Regions from separate parts of the Mus musculus genome. Here regions 2, 3 and 4 are each linked to region 1. Evidence: chromatin contacts called from public HiChIP or PLAC-seq data. All regions are on one chromosome and are shown on one strand. Each heading gives the region's core, a stretch centred on a gene start, on an enhancer-like site or on the middle of the called end of the contact. The rest is flanking DNA. Distances are from core to core; before and after follow the strand shown.

Region 1 (2,558 bases), core at 32-2,531:
CCTCCCTCCCTCCCTTCCTTCCTTGCCTCCCTCCTTCCCTCCCTCCCTCCCTTCCTTGCCTGCCTCCCTTCCTTCCTTGCCTCCCTCCCTCCCTCCACCTCTTTCTTTCTGGATCTGGGGCTGGCCTGGAATTTGCTTTGTAGGCCAGGCTAGTCACAGTCTGATGCCTTCCTGTCTCTGCTTTCTAAGCGCTAATATGACAGGTGTGCACACTGTTCCTGGCTTATTTAATTTAATTTAGTTTTGGGAGCTAGGGCTTTACTATGCAAACCAAGCCCACTTAGAATTCATGATGATCCCCCTGCCTCTGCTTCCTCAGTGCTTGGAATAGGTGTGTGGTGCTAGGGATGGAACTCAAGTCCTTGTGCATGCTGGGAAAAATCCCTCTATCAACTGAGCCAGCTCTCATGGAGATCATTAAATAATAACAGTCCTTGATGCCTCCCCATCCCCATCTACAGACGAGGAGACTGAGGCTTAGAGAGGTGAAGGGCTTACCCAGTGAGTCCTGTTGGGGCTCAGACCCCTGCTTTGTGGGTGTAGAGAGGTAGCCCTGTGTCCTCTGCCTAGCATCCCCCAGTAGAAGAACATCTTTAGCCCTCTCCTTCTCTCCACAGTTCAGTGGGTTAGGCCAAGGCCCTGCAACTAGATCCCATGGTCATTCTGTGGGGCCTGAGGTGTATCACCTGGCTCCCATATGTGCCTGAGGTTGCTGGCTAGTTCAGCAGGGGTGAAGGTTGGAGAATGAGCTCTCAGGGCTAGCTGACCTCTACATGCTGCATACATGTCCACACTGTAGCCCGGCTTCTGTCCCATGAATCAATGTATAGGAACTCCTGCCAGGGCCCAGCACACAGTAGGAGTTTTGGGTATCATTTCGCATACTGGAGACAGGAGGTGTCCTGAGAAATAGAACCCAGCACCCGGTCTTCCTGGGTTGCTGGAGCCCCATTTAATTCTGCAAAGGTCAGTTTACTCAAGGGGTGGCAGTGCCTGGGGTGGTGCTTGGCTCTGAGAGCACTGTGTGAGGAGTCCAGAGAGAGCACTGGGCAAGGAGTTGGAAGCCTCATCTGCAAGTCCCCAGCTAACCTAGGCCACACTGCCCTCTCCTGGCCCATGTGCTCCTCACCCCTGATGTGGCCCAGGTAGACTGCTGGCCATGGGACAGGACCCAGACACTGCCTGCTGTTTACCAGGATTCTGCTTGGAGGGTTCCACCTCCTGCCTGCAGCCCTGCTGCGGGCCTCCTCCCCACTGTGTCTGACTCACAACTTTGCTATGTATGCAGAGAACATTCCTGAGCCCCCGCCCTGCAGCAGGGCTCTCTGTGGGGGCAGACTGCAGGGCTGTTCACTGTCCCTGGAGAAAGACTTTTGCTTCCCTAGAAGTGTCCCTCATTCTGCCCTTGGGCCTCTTGGTGGTGGCCACAGCCTGTTCCTGTCTGGGACCTCAGCAAGTGTGTGAGTGTGTGTGTGTGTGTGTGTGTGTGTGTGTGTGTGTGTGTGTGTGTCTGGGGATTTCCTAGGACTAATCACTAGTCATCTTACCACAGAGGATAATGAGTCAGAGCAAGCCAGTACACCTGGGTCATCTATGTTCATAGACCTTAGACAAGTGGGGTTGGCTTTGTGTAAGTGACAGGGGACATGTGGTTGCAGCAATAGCAGCTGCAGGGCCCATGCACCAGTGACAATCATCTACCCAGTAATGTCCACACAGCCTGGCCTTCATAGAAGCTCCTCTTGGTAGATGAAGTTCAGCTGTGTGGCAGAGCCAAGTTCTGTACTACAGGGACCACTGGGTCTTCCCTGTCTGTCAGCAAGGAACCCTCAAGGTTCCCTAAAATCCTCAAGGCCACCCCCAATCAATCCTCTATACTCAGCCCAGGTCTCTGTTTGTGATATTCTGCTGTCCTTCCCTCAGCTGTGGGAGTGTCTGGTACCCAGGCCCTCTGAGTGCACAGGGCTAAGTACTCACCCGCTGTCAGTGACAGACACTGCTTGATGCCTGGGATGCTTAGGATCCTCTGCCGGGACCTGGAGCCTACCCCTGCCCCCACTTCCTTGCAGGAAGGCTCAACAGCCCTGCTGCCTTTGCCTTGCCTTTTCCTCCAGGATTCTGGTCCTGGCCTCACCCCTCTTTCCTGGAAGAAGAGACTCATTGTTTTTGGATTTGCCATGGATCCTAGGAGCCAAGATACATCTGGAAACATCAGGGAGGAACACAGAGTACTGGAGTGAAGGGTATCCTCTGTGGGGCCTTATCTTATGCAGAGGAAGGGAGGTGTTGATGCTGTTGTATTGGGGCAGGTTATCTCATCTCTCTGGTCAGGGTTGGGGGGGTGGTCCATGCCATCTACAGTTTTTGGGGGGGGTCAGTCAGCACATCTGGCAGACACTGAACCTGGGTCAGTGCCCTGTGAGAGCCTTGCTGTGACTCAATGTGATCATCTTAGTGTGGTGACTCTTGCAGGAATTCTGGGAAGGGACAAACCAGTGTAGGTAACAGAAGGCACTGGACTGGCTCTAGCAGCCTAGGCCTTTAGGTTGCCTGCACCC
Region 2 (2,558 bases), core at 26-2,525, 250 kb after region 1:
ATACATACATACATACATACATACATACATACACACATAAGACTCTGTGATGTCAGGCCAGGCTCCCACCTGAAAAGGCCTGAACTAGGATCACAGGTGACAGAGATACCAACTGTGGGGGCTAAGGGCCCCACACACTACACAACCTCAGAGGGTCAGTGTAGAAGCCACCCCTTTTTTAGGATCTGGGCCTCAGACAGCCCAGGTTAAAAAGGCCATCAGCCCGTGCCTGCCTCCTCTTATTCCCTAAAGGAAGGCCCTGGAGTTTCCTGGATTGAGGACCGATAGCGCTGGCAGTACCCAGGCCAGGGGCAGAACTCAGTAAGACAAGTGAGTCCAGGAACCTTGGGGCCCAACACCCTGCAGGGTCCTGGGAGTGTCACTGGATTCTGGTCTGTCTCACTGTGGCAGGGTTCCTTCCCCCCAACCATCTCCTAGCCTGAGGCCAGGCCAGTCCTCCCAGCACTCTTCTCTGATGGCCTCCTTTCTAGAGCTGAGGCTTCCGGCATACACAGTTTCTCCCCACAGAGGAGAAGAGTCCAAAACTGGACCGCATTCATCTTGTTTACTACTGTGTTCCCAGCATTCATGTCCACCGGTGTTTGCTGAATGAATGAATGAATGAATGAATGAATGAATGAATGAATGAATGAATGAGAGTACAGCAACCAGGAGTGCTGGCAATACAGAAAGTCAGGCCATAGAACCCACCCTAGAGCAAGGCAAGGTGCTGGCTCTAGGGTGTTCCCAGGCTGCATCATAACCAGAACCATCAGGAAGCTGGCCAATTCCAGCTGCCCAAGGCTGGACCCTCCAGGGCCATTCAGCACCCAGGTTGTCTTACCTCTGATTCTGACCTTGTGCCAAGTCCCTCAATGCCAGGCCAAAGCCCTGGCTGTGAAGCCACACAGCCCCAAACCACTCCCTTACCTTTAAGCTCCACCCCCTGACAGCTCAGCTCCTCCAGATAGCCCCGCCCTCACAAAGCCATGCCCCTGTAGCTCCGCCCACCCCTATCCCCACCCCCACCCCCACCCCCACCCCCAACTTGCAGAAGCTCTCCTTGCTACCTGGGCTCAGGGCCCAATCCTTTGAAGGTGCCAGGTCTTTGATGGCACCTACCAGTGTCTCATAGACAAGAGACAGTAGCCCAGGAGGTCAGCTTCAGGGCCAACTCAGAGTATCAGGAAATTTCCAGTCCTACACTGCAAGGGCACCTCGAGCAGTGAGGTTCTGTTATTGACAGAACTGGGGGCAAAGCCAATAGTGACTCACCCATACGGCACCCAGATTCACGGGTGGGTCTCACCCTGACCATGATTTGACGTGGGCATGAGAGGGGCATGCCCTGGCAGAGTGAAGCATGTCCTTTCCAGGCAGATAGCAGTGGCTGACGTAGGCACATGCCGGTTGCATGCTCTGCCTATGCCTTTCAATGAACAGGAGTGGGTGAGCTGCCATTCAGTGTGGAGCAGGCAGGGCATGCTGGGGTGCTGGTGGAGGAGTGGCACCCAGAACGTAGCTCCTCCTCCATCACCTTAGGGCACTGTGTTCTGGCTATCTATCACCTCTACTGCAGACAGAAGCAGAGAAGCAAGACAACTGCCTGGCCTGGCAGGGAGGGGGTGGCCAGGCTGAGCAGGTGCCAGGAACCACACCAGTCTCTATCTACATACCCTGTCCTTGGCTTCCTCTTTCCCAGTGCCTCAACCTCTTCTGCTTCTGCCTGCCCTCCCTAGGAACCCTGCCATAGATCACAGCCACCCTGGAGGGTGTGGAGTAGAACTGCACATACTTTTGCTCTGTGTGTACCAGGCACATAGAGGTGCCATCCTGGCCCTTCAAAGGCAAGCAGGGGCCACGTGTCTCTTGACAAACAAGCTCTGCTGAAGTGCTGGAGAGAGCGGTAGCATGGCAGGCAGAGAGAGCAGGGGAGGGGAAGTGCTGAAGCTTTTTCTGTAAGCATCATTTAGAACTGTCTGCCTCCCACAAGACAGAGTTGATATGAACCTAATGTGGTGTCTCTCCAAATCCACGTGTGGATCTCAAGTCCCTGAGGGTGGCATTTGGGAGACAGGGCCATTGGGAAGTGATTGATGAGTCAGGGGACTGGTCACACTGCAAGTTCTCCCTTCCTTCCTAATGTGCGAGGGCATAGTGAGAAGACCATCCCTGTAACCAGGCCCCTGAGCTCAGCTTCCTGGACTGAGAAAGGAGTCTGGATGGAACACCATCTTCTGGGGGGCCATTCCCTCAGGATTATTCAGTGTCTGTGTGCATGTGTGTGAGAGGGGTTGCCTATAGAAGCCATAGGACACCCTCATCATTTCTCAGATGTCCTGTTTTGGTTTGGTTTTGAGACCCAGTCTTGCACTGGCCTGGGACTCGCTTATTAGGTTTGACTGTTATCTGGCCAACAAAGACCAGGAGATGGGGTGACAGGTGGTTGTGAGCCCTCTGAAATGGGCATTGGGACCTGAACCTGGGTCCTCTGTAAGAGACATGTATAACCCCCTAATCACAGACCCATCTCTCCAATGAAGCTCTTGTTTAATGGT
Region 3 (2,558 bases), core at 41-2,540, 230 kb after region 1:
CCCACCTGCAAGGTGCTATGGCCAGAAACTTTGAGACATGTTGAACAAGCCAACATTGTGGCTGTCCATAGTTGCAGGCATGTCTGGAGGGAAGGCGGGTCAGCAAGGGGACATTCGAGAATGATGGTAAGGTAGAGATGGTCTCAAGTCCCCCCACCTGGGTACTAGTCCTGATTTCCTCCCAGATGGACTGTGTGGACGGGAGGCACTTTATTTGTCAATTCAGAATTGGGACAACACAACTTCAAACTGAAGGCTGTGCAGGGTTTGGATGAGAGTGTGAACTCTCAGCCACGGGGTGTGATGCCAGCTGAGAGCCCATACAGTGCTGCCAAGTGTCAGCTCAAAGCCCTCCCTGCCTCTGGGATGCCAACCGGGGATCATCTCTTCTAGGTGGATCTGCAGCTCTGAGGAGGACTACAGCTACCTCAGGCTTCTATGGCTGGCTAAGGAAACCAATGGAACCAATTCCCATCTGCAGCCAAAGAGTGGCTTGCCATCGGCCTGTAGTCATGGTAACACTGGAGACTGCCTCAAGCTAGCTCCCCATCAGACAGGTACCCTAGAGTCCTAAAGGTCAAAATTACAGGACACCAGCTAGCATCATCTGAACGCTGACAGGCTAAATGTGGGCATGGAAATATGAAGTAGAATAGGACCAATAAAGGGAAAGTAGTCAACCCTAATTGAAGAGGGGAAGGACCCTCAGCCCACCAACAGTGGCTCAGTATCAGGTCTGAGGGCCTTTCTCTGCAGATACTTGTGAAAATATTTCCTACAGTTCCTGGGTCCCTTCAGGCCACTTGCCACTTCAGAGAGCTTCATAGTAAGAGTTCTACATACCCCTAACGCTAGGAGGGGGCACTCGGTTCTGGCTCTATCTGTGCCAGATGGCTTGGGCCCATCTGAGTGGCAGCCACCTGGGCTTGCATTCTCTCTGATGGAGTCCTATGTGTGACAAACTTCCTGAGCTCCACAGGACATTACACTCTGCAGTCAGAGTCCCTTGGTCTTGGGAAGATGGCAGAGAACAGCAGGTGACTTGCATTTGTCTGGTGTTTCTGTCTGTCCCTCATGTGTGGCCTCGGCTGGACACCAGGATCTGCCATCATCAGTCCCCTCTGTGTCAGGATCCAGCACAAAGCCCTGGACCAGGGTTTTATAGAGAGAGGCCTATGAGACTCAGCCTGAGGTCGCCCCTGTATGGCTCTCTGCACAGTGCTCAGGAGTTCTTACTGAGCCTGGGGCAATTCAGCATCCCAGAACCGGCACAGGAAGAGCCACCCAGCCGAGCATGAGTCACTGTGGTCCTTGCTCATTGACACTAATCCAACCAACAGGATATAATATGTGGGCCTTGCATTATACCTGTGGCAGGGCATTGTGCAACCTCTCTGGGCTCCCAGGACACAGCACTTCATACTGGGTGACTATCATTCCCTGGGGTACATGACAGGACTATTGATAGCTCTGGATGGCAAAAGCTGAAACATGCCCACACACTGTCCGGAGCCCAGGACAGTCCTATAGCTCTAAATGCTCAAGCTTTGACTTTACCATAGCAGCATGTACATGCAAAGGTTGGGAAGCAGAGGGACCTTCCTGTGCAGCTCAGTGGCCCTGGCCAAGCTGAGGCCAAGATCTTTGAAAAAAAATAAAATGTGCTGTACAGGAGCCCTCCTGACTCTGCTTCCATAGTGAGGCTTAGGGAGACGATCTACTTGGCCTGGTAGGGTAGCATCTCTGTCCAACCAATCATGATGTCAGGCAGCCATCAGGGAGCTAATGGCCTGAGTTTTCTTCACATCCCCTTGACTCTTGCCACCACCATCATCAAGCCCAGTCCAGATTCCTATGAATGTGACAGCCCAGTGACCAGCGGTGGCACTCTCTGCCTTCCAAGACCCCACTCTAGGCAGTTGCCCAACAGTCTCAGGATGCACATTCACACATGGGACCATTTTTTGAATTCTTTGGGAGTGAGAGCAGCCAGGCATCAACAGAGCCCTGTTCACAGGCCAGGCTGGCAACGAGAGAGGGAAGCTATTGTGCAGGCCCCACTACACACTGTAGAACAGTGCCAGCCAACCAGACTGCGGGGCAGAGCTTCAGAGGAGGGCCATCCCATAGATGACGAGGATCCCAACTCCAGAGGCTAGACCCTGCCTCTAGATAGCAACTGTCCCAGAAGGGAGACCATGGGGCAGCCATCTTTCCCCACAGAACAATGAGGTTGGAACAGCTTCATAACAGGCAGGCTGCTTTGACTGGGCAGAGGCAATTGAGGCCCCAGGCCAAATGAAACTCCCCATGCAGGCTTGGAGTCTCAGTCCCAAGATGCCATCTAGGTGGTACTAATGCAGACATAGCTAGAGGAGGCCCAGGCCCACTCTGTTCCATCTGGGCAGCAGCCTATGGTTCCCCTCGCCTCTGAGTCACACCTTCATCAAAACCTAGAAATCCCACACGCCCTAGCCAGAAGAGCAGCATGCACACTGTGAGCCCTTGAGTAGTGAGTGAAAGGGTGACTGAAAGAATAAAGATAAGCAAGAGGAAAT
Region 4 (2,558 bases), core at 25-2,524, 180 kb after region 1:
AAAAAAAAAGTGAGAGAGAGTGGGCCAGCAAGATGGTTCAACAGATAGAAGTTCTTGTCACTATGCCTGCTAATCTGAGTTCAATCATCAGAACCGAACAGTGGGAGGAGAGATCCAACTTCCCCAAGTTGTCTTATAACTGCCACACACGTACAATTAAATGTGATAAAGAAGTTACTAAAAAGGAAAACTATGTTTTGTTGTTTTTGTTGGTGGTGGTTTTGAGACAGTCTTGCTATGTGGCCTCAAGCTTGCCCACCTCCTCCTGCAGCCACCAGAGCACTGTGGTTCCAGGCACACACCACCAGGCCTGGCTTGATGCAACTTTTTTTTTTTAATGTAAAATTTAGCTATTTCATGCAATACACCCAGATCACATTCCCTTCCCACCCTCCCACCCTCCTGCCCTCCCCAAAGCCTCACTCTGCGGCTCAGGCTAGCCTCAAGCCCATGGTGGTTCTCCTGCCTCAGACTCCTGAGTACTGAGATTACAAGTATAGCCTACACCTTGCAGGGAATTTGTTTTAAAAACCATCAAGGGGCTAAGGCGTTGGTGAGTGTGGGTCAGGGGGTTGGCTGCACCAGGAAGAGGCCCCTAGTTCAGATACCAGGCCCCATGGGAAAGCTGGGCACAGGGTGCATAGTATTGGGGGACAGACAGAAGGATCCTTGGGACCCAGTGAGCTTTAGATTCAGTGACAGACCCTGCTTCAAAAATTAAAGTGGAAAACAATGAAGGGAGACACCTGACATTGATCTCTAGCATCTACACATATGTACACACATACACACACACACACACACACACTCAAGTGGTCAGGGTTACAGCAGCTCGCTCCCTCACCTGTTGAGCCAACTCTTGAGGTCCCCTTTCACATTTTTACATTTTAAACCATGAACATTGATTGTTACTTAGAAATGGTTTACTCTCTAGCAGGATCCAAACCTCAGTAAGTAGTGAGAGCTTGGAGCTCTGAGCCTGTCTCCCATCACTAATGTCTGCCCCTCCCCTGGATGTAGACTGAGACCTCAGGGTGCCCTGCTGACTACAGTTCTTGAGGAAGAAAGCAAGGGGTACCCACCCAATGACCTCCAGTCCTTGCCTCCAGCCTACATTCCCATGGTTCCTGTCCCCAGGGACTTTCTGGTCCTGCAAGACTGGGATTCTGGACCCAGTGGAGGTGGACCTGCCACAAAGCAAGAAGGCTTGCCACAGTGGGGCCAGCCCTGGAATCTCAAAAATGTCCTGTGGTCAGGTCCTGGTCTCGCCTGTGACTCAGCAGCAAGGCCTGGCCAACAATCTGCTTTCCAGTGGGAGACTGTGCTGGGGCCCAGCAGGGATACTGGGAGGCCTGTGATCTCAAGGGCTGCTTGATGGCTTCAAGTGTCAGGAGGCTCATGTGTCCACAGTGTCTGGGGCAGGTGCAAAGAAGAGGGGCCATGTGATGTGCACACATAGGGCCACAGAGGAACCCATCAGTCCTGCAGCCAGGCACACTTCCCAGAGCAGCTGAGCACCTGCAGGCCTGCTCAGGTTGGGTCATCAGTGTGTGCTCTGCATTAGTGCTGCCCTGACCACAGGCCTCCATCACAGGTCTCTTTGTGTGTCTCCTCCTAGTGTCCCCATCTGTGCTTTGAAGCCCCCTCTGCAGGTTCCTACCACAGCCCCAGTGCTCTGGAGGGACTCTAGTAGCCAGGGCTGGCAGCTTGGTTTGGGCCAGCATCTCACTATGTAGCCTAGTTGTCCTGGAATTTGCTATGTAAATGTGGCTACCCTCAAACTCATAGAGAGCCTCCCACCTCTCCTGAGATTATAGGCACATGCTACCATGCCCTAAGTGGATCGTCTTTGAATGAATGGGTCATAGTGACAAAGGAGAACACCAAGATCTAAACCAGCCAGTGCTTGTCACCACCACACAGAGCACTGCTTGGAAGGACACTGGAGGGCAGCCCTCCTATCTGTGGCAGTTCCTTACAGGTACCTGTCCCATCTAGAGCCAGGCAGGAACACACAGGCAAAAGCCATTGCTTCACTTGTGAGCCAGAGGTCAGTGGTCACATTATCCTGTCACTGACAGGGAAAAGGCTGGGCCATCCCATAGTGCAGCCAAAGCCCCCAGACCCTCCAGACACTGCTTCCAGCCACCCTAGCTAGAAGCAGGATGGAACTGACCAGGCTTATCTATGGCCAGGCAGGATCTGCCCCATGTATCTTAGCTCTAAGACCCTGATGCTGTGGCCCCTGACCAGCTGATGGACCAGAATGTCCCCAAATGGATGAGGACAAACAAGACTCCTTATTGCCTTATCCATGAGTTGGAAGTGAGGGACTCATGACTCTCAGTTCACCCCAGAGTGACGTTTTCTATAGTTGTATCCCTGGTGTCATGTCCTCCACACCTGCTCGGACATGTGGGGTGACAAGCAGAGCAAGAAAGGTCCCCCTAGAGCAGTGTGTAGGCTTCAGGTGTCTTCAGAATGACAGATGACAGGGATTCAACCTTTGGAATATGGTAGTGACCGACGCCTAAGAACATACATGTTACTCTCTGAAG

Evidence for each region. HiChIP or PLAC-seq counts read pairs in DNA pulled down with a chosen protein or histone mark.
Region 2: a contact with region 1 is called in a FOXA1 HiChIP or PLAC-seq map of pancreatic cancer cells. The contact joins two enhancer-like sites. A contact is called at or near these places in 4 of 484 Hi-C or Micro-C datasets (B cells, bone marrow-derived macrophages, embryonic fibroblasts and 1 more) and 6 of 115 datasets of contacts at active chromatin or transcription factors (embryonic fibroblasts, embryonic stem cells, epiblast stem cells and 3 more).
Region 3: a contact with region 1 is called in a FOXA1 HiChIP or PLAC-seq map of pancreatic cancer cells. The contact joins two enhancer-like sites. A contact is called at or near these places in 1 of 15 datasets of contacts at CTCF or cohesin (the NIH/3T3 cell line), 5 of 484 Hi-C or Micro-C datasets (B cells, bone marrow-derived macrophages, embryonic fibroblasts and 1 more), 4 of 115 datasets of contacts at active chromatin or transcription factors (bone marrow-derived dendritic cells, embryonic stem cells, pancreatic cancer cells and 1 more) and 1 of 9 other capture datasets (embryonic trunk).
Region 4: an HNF4G HiChIP or PLAC-seq map of pancreatic cancer cells shows a contact between it and region 1. The contact joins two enhancer-like sites. A contact is called at or near these places in 13 of 484 Hi-C or Micro-C datasets (the AML12 cell line, MC3T3-E1-derived osteoblasts, bone marrow-derived macrophages and 9 more), 9 of 115 datasets of contacts at active chromatin or transcription factors (the 3134 cell line, bone marrow-derived macrophages, craniofacial prominence and 2 more) and 1 of 9 other capture datasets (embryonic stem cells).

Annotation. Positions count from the first base shown.
Region 1 is chr7:145,221,139-145,223,696 of GRCm38.p6, reverse strand. It overlaps a transcript of Tpcn2 not described here. Among named protein-coding and RNA genes, the nearest start is that of Smim38, 14 kb to the right of the region's middle. Within about 2 kb of position 1,281, at least 162 of the 459 cell types and tissues checked have an H3K27ac peak or open chromatin away from gene starts, as enhancers often do. A contact at or near this core is called in bone marrow-derived macrophages, embryonic fibroblasts, myocytes and 2 more, where this site is marked.
Region 2 is chr7:144,970,333-144,972,890 of GRCm38.p6, reverse strand. No RefSeq gene overlaps it. Among named protein-coding and RNA genes, the nearest start is that of Ccnd1, 32 kb to the right of the region's middle. Within about 2 kb of position 1,275, at least 87 of the 459 cell types and tissues checked have an H3K27ac peak or open chromatin away from gene starts, as enhancers often do. A contact at or near this core is called in bone marrow-derived macrophages, embryonic fibroblasts and pancreatic cancer cells, where this site is marked.
Region 3 is chr7:144,993,218-144,995,775 of GRCm38.p6, reverse strand. No RefSeq gene overlaps it. Among named protein-coding and RNA genes, the nearest start is that of Ccnd1, 55 kb to the right of the region's middle. Within about 2 kb of position 1,290, at least 37 of the 459 cell types and tissues checked have an H3K27ac peak or open chromatin away from gene starts, as enhancers often do. A contact at or near this core is called in pancreatic cancer cells and trophoblast stem cells, where this site is marked.
Region 4 is chr7:145,044,182-145,046,739 of GRCm38.p6, reverse strand. No RefSeq gene overlaps it. Among named protein-coding and RNA genes, the nearest start is that of Gm46023, 24 kb to the left of the region's middle. Within about 2 kb of position 1,274, at least 54 of the 459 cell types and tissues checked have an H3K27ac peak or open chromatin away from gene starts, as enhancers often do. A contact at or near this core is called in bone marrow-derived macrophages, embryonic fibroblasts, myocytes and 1 more, where this site is marked.